2 separate regions of the Zea mays genome follow, and region 2 is linked to region 1. A link is a contact called in public Hi-C data. All regions are on one chromosome and are shown on one strand. Each heading gives the region's core, a stretch centred on a gene start, on an enhancer-like site or on the middle of the called end of the contact. The rest is flanking DNA. Distances are from core to core; before and after follow the strand shown. Region 1 holds the start of LOC100502393. Region 2 holds the start of LOC100194197.

What was found. A called contact is a pair of places that touch in the nucleus more often than the background predicts.
Region 2: a Hi-C map of leaf shows a contact between it and region 1, with 7 times the contacts expected there. The contact joins the promoter of LOC100194197 here to the promoter of LOC100502393 in region 1. A contact is called at or near these places in 6 of 25 Hi-C or Micro-C datasets (ear, leaf and tassel).

What each region holds. Positions count from the first base shown.
Region 1 is chr4:123,535,222-123,537,821 of Zm-B73-REFERENCE-NAM-5.0, forward strand. LOC100502393 reads right to left here and starts at 1,294. Exons shown (of 15, transcript NM_001367000.1): 1 at 1,172-1,294; 2 at 958-1,070. The coding sequence starts at 988.
Region 2 is chr4:123,694,153-123,696,752 of Zm-B73-REFERENCE-NAM-5.0, forward strand. It overlaps LOC100194197, which reads right to left and starts at 1,288. Exons shown (of 2, transcript NM_001139242.1): 1 at 223-1,288. The coding sequence starts at 1,149.

The sequences.
Region 1 (2,600 bases), core at 44-2,543:
AATTGAGTAATAATGACATAATCCTAATGAAGCAACATTCACACAGATCCAATAAAAAATCATATTTGTTTTAGGGAACTGCTTCACATGAAAACCATTGTACAACTCTGCTACAATACTTCCCGTCAAAAAAAAACTCTGCTACCATACATGTTTTGAGGGAAGTTTTGAGCCCCTTTGGTTTGAATTAAATACCAACCCAAGTACTTCACATAGTTGAGCAAACCATACAACTTTAACAACGGAATGCAGTGCACTACTAATTTGGCAAAAATAAGTGTACAGACCCACAACTATACATCTTTGTTTCCCCAAAGCCCAATCTCCCAGATCCTGCTTTCTAATTTACTGCAGAACAGAGAAATTGCAAATTGTCGGCAATGCGGTCAAAACAACAAGCCTATAACATCTACAAGAATTAAGGGCCATCTATGTTGCAGAAACAATTTTTACTAAACCATGGAAATTTTACAACGGACGACGTCATGATTACCAATTATAAAAGGAAACCAGTTTGCAGATCCACAGTTAAACAATTATACATTGCCCGCCTCAAATTTCATAGATGCAACGCATAAAAACGATAGGCAGACAACCCATTAAGTAGGCAGACTAGCAGAAACGCAAATTCACCCATGAACCGGTCAAAAGTCAACAGACTGCACCCCAAATGGCAAAGCTAAGAAGAAAAGCATTGCCGCCTATGGAAAAAAATGCACGCTCGTCCCAAATTGTACCGAATTCCATGCTTTTGCTCTTCTCCCCGCACGACGGGTCAACTCCCTAGGCCCACGACCCTCTGGACCTCTACACTCTCATCGATTCAGAGTCCACCCATCAGCTCAGGAGTTATTATCAGACAAAGGCCCAGCCGAAGCAACGCCGCAGACCGAAGAAAAAAAAAGGAAAAAACAGATAGAGAAGCGAAGGGAGCAGCCAGAGTGAAGGAAACAGAACCTGAGCAGCCCGCCACGCCGGCGCTCGCCATCTCCGCTGCCTCCGAGACGAGCCGCGAGCAGAATTCAGCTGGAGAGCACCGATCTGGTCACCCCATGCCGACCTACGGAGATCTGCGCGCGCAGCAGCAGCGACGTAGCCGTTAGACCCGCTGAGCCCGCGAAATTCAGGGTACCGGAGGAGCCGAAGCACGGGACTGGAGAGAGGATCTTACTCTCAGGAACAGGGGAGGGGAGGTCGCACGTGGTGGCTGCGGACGGGAGCCGAGCCTCGGCGGGAGGCGACCGAGGAGGGTGAGGACGGGGCGGCAGGCGGGGAGCTCTGGAGGGAGCGCTCGAGCACCTATGCTTTGCTGCTCCGGGCGGGATGGGGTGTGCGGTGTGGCTCCGTGGGCCGCCTTGGCTTGGAGTCGGGAGGTGGAGGTGGAGGCGCTGCTTTTTTTTACTAGCCGCAGTGGTACAGTGGTAGTGGTAGTAGCGCGAACGGAGAAGCGACGGACTCACGGACAGCGCGGGTGGGTGGCCCCGTGATCCGCACAGGCTCAGCGCGGTACAGCACCCGCACCTTTCGCTTCGGTTTTTCGAAACGGCTGCCGTTTCGTTGCTGTATCACATCGGTTTTGTGCGGGTTTCCGGGGGTTTTGCCGCGGCAAAGGAGTGGACGCAGTAACGCCGCCGGGCGTAGTAGAGTTGAGTGCCCACGGGTCCAGCTACGCTTAGGACTGTTTGGAAGACACAAAACCTTCTTTCTTATTCAATTTTGAATAAGAACAGGATTTTCTCTCCTCCAATCCCCTTCGGTATTTTAGCTTCCAAACTAGCCCTTACACGATGATAGAATACATTAGAAACATCTATGTTAAAATTATAGGCATTTTCTATATCATTTTAATTCCATAAATTAACATTATGATGATGACATATAAAAGATAATTAACTATAGAAATCGTGATCTCGAATATATCCATAAAAATATGGATCATGAGAACACAAAGCATATGAATCATATAAATCATATAAATATGATAAGCATATAAACTGACTGAACAATTGAAAATAAACAGATGGCAATATAAACAGCATGACTGCAAAATTAAAACAGACAGATATAATATATTATAATATGACAGAACAGAGCTACATACGACATATATAATATGCAGAATGTAAAACAGTAACGAACTGATTTGATCATACCCTCTCATGCGCTCCGAGGATCCTGATCCTTGTCCAACTTCTCTTGCCATCCATACGAGATAAAGACGCCAGGAACCAGTGAAGAAGACAACGACGGACGTTAGGCAGTCGCGAAGATGCTCCCCAAAAACCTAATTGCCGATCCCTCGAGCAGGGTCTCGAACGGCAAAGGCTTCGGAGGCACCTGCCCTCTTCGCCTCTCTGTGCGCGCAGAGCTACGAGATGGAAACACCCACACTTGCGCTGGACTGTGATTCTGAAGGTTCTGTTCTCGTGTACCAAGTGATAGGGGTTCTCCTCTACTTAACCTCTCGCAGAGGGAAGCTGAAGGAGAAAGGTCGCATGCTGCACGCCAAGGGACGGGCAGCTGAAGGATAAGGGTCTCGCATGCAGCTGACGAAGAGACAGACAACTGAACGGACTCCCGCGGTTAATGAGTGCTAAAAC
Region 2 (2,600 bases), core at 38-2,537, 160 kb after region 1:
TGTGATGTTTCAAGTTAATGGTTCGGTATTAATCATAATCCATCCATCAATTCTCATAACAAATTATCTCCACCAAATAAACTATTTCATGGATCAATAGTCTTCTAGTCTTCGTATCAGTCATATAAGCTACTTATATGCTGTCTTGGACTACAACCAGAATCAGGTACATACATATTCTAATATAGCAACAGATGTGTTCAACAGTGGCGAAGAACTTACCTTATCATCAAACGCAATCTTAATCTGGGGCAAGCCCCTTGCCTTGCGCTTCATTCTGTACATCCTCCTCCCCAGCACGACCAGGCCAAGAAGTGCTGCGGCGATGGAGAAGGACCATACCGGCTTCACCTTCCAAGCACAGTAGTGCAGCAGCTTGAACGGCAGCTTCCACCAGACAACAAATTGCTTCTCCCCCTCTTCAGTACCTGCCGTGTGAGCCAGAGGCAGAGCACCATCCTTGACCTCTCCATCTGGTTCATCGCAACCAGTGGCAGCATTAACCTTGCTCCCTTGTTCCTGCTCTTCTTGTTCACCATGGATCTCATCACTTGACACAGCATCTTCAAGGCACGATCTTTCTACACCAGTACCAATTCCTCCATCCAATCGCACAAGGGAACTCTCCGATACCTCACCCTGGAGCGAGGCACCTGTACGTGTAGCTGCATCAGAATCCAGAGTTTCTCCCACGCCATGATACGCCGGCTGCAGCACCGGGCGCAATTCACCGCGGCTAAACACAGAATTACTCTCCTGCTGAATCTCAGCGGCTACCACCTCCTCTTGATTTCCATCTGCGCTGCGGGTCGCACTGCGCGCCCCTTCGCGGGCGTCATCCACGCCGCTTATCAGCAGCGGCTGGTTCCAAACACCAGCTGCAAGATTGAAACTTGCTTCCGGAATCGGATCGAACCCATCCAATAATTCTAATCCTTGCCAGGCGCCCCGGTCGTCCGACCACGAGCCCTCGCCGTCGCCAGGCCAGGCGGCTGCGGTGTCGGGGGTGAGAGCGAAGTGGTCGAGGACGACGTCGCCGCCCCCGCCAGAGACGATTAATACCTCATCGTCGTCGCCGCCCCCGCAGGCGGAGGTGGCAGAGAGCACCTCCCAGTCGCTGCTCTCCGAGGCGGCGTCCTCCATGGCCATGGTGGCTCTGCCGTCTGCGCCCGTCTCTTCGGGAAGGAAAGGGAAGTGGGGGAAGGGACAACTGACAAGAGAGGGGAACACGGCGGTGTGGGGGACTCGGGAGTGCCGACTGCCGAGGATGAAAGGAGGCGGGCACGTGGGACCCAGTACTGGCGGGACACGTAGCAGCCCAGCGTGTCGAGAAAAGCGAGCGACTGTTCATTTAGGAATTTGGAGTGGCCATGGCTTTTCTATGTCTATTTACTATATTCGGACAACTGGTAAAATAAGATTATATAAATAGATTGTAAGACCGAATTTAACAGTGCACTCATAAGATAATCTAAAATATTATTTTGTATTATAGACTTATTTTCGTCATAATTTAACCGGATTGGAAGTGGGTCGTGACTGAAATGGGCTTCAAGGGGCAATTAAGGAAAGTTTAAGAATCGGCCCCTGCACATGTATTTCCCAGTCCGAATCGGCCATGTATCTAGTAGGTTAGTTTAAGCGATAAGCTTAAAGATGGAAAGATAGAGTCCAACCTAGATGCATTAGGGTTAGTGGAGGTCACAAGTCTTTGGACTATAAATATATACCCTTGTTCACTCATTAGTGTGATCGTGAATCTTCACATGTTTGCAACCACAAGCTTTTGGCGCATCGTTGCCCCTGTTTTTAGGGTTTTCCATGGGTAAGTGACATGCCACCCTGACTACATCTCGCAATCAAGGTGATGTCGTTCTTATTCATCTATCTTTGTGTTTTTTGTACTAAAGCGTTTTTATGGCGAGAAGCACTAGTTATCATAGACTCTATGGAGTAGCAGCGACATTTTCACCATACACGCACGTCGTTTGCCGACCGTAAGCATCTAGTCGTCCTAGTGCACATTCTCGAGCGTGAGGGCGGCACCTTGCTCCGTTCCATCTAGTAGATCTAATCGGTTACGGTTAGTCCTTGTCCACTAAGGATATGCTTAGTATCTACATAATTAGGCCCTACATATGGGTCGGACATTCCGGTGATGTGTTGGATGCCCTACGTTTGCTTGAATAGGGATCTTTCCGGGGATCGGCTCTCGCTGGTTTTTAGGCCTCTGATCTGGCTAGCATTCTATCATTTGTCACGCTTGCTAGGCCCGACTACGCGCAGGATGTTCCGATTAGCTTGATGTGAGTAGGGCATGGTTTCGAATGCCATCAACTCTGTGTGTCTTTGATACATAGACCGAATCTGATCCCGAGAAACAATTGGCTCTTTATAGCCGATACAGCCCGAGGAGCCGAGCATAGCTCAAATCAAAGTTTGCATGTGTCTGTTTGTGCAAGAAACCGATTCGAAGCACATTGACATCTTCCTGACCAGGTATAGATCAGGTGGCACGCCTAGCGAACTTCAAAGCCAGGTCGTGTACTAGAATCTGGGTCACTGACCGAGGGACCGGTGCCCACCAACCGCTCTGAAAG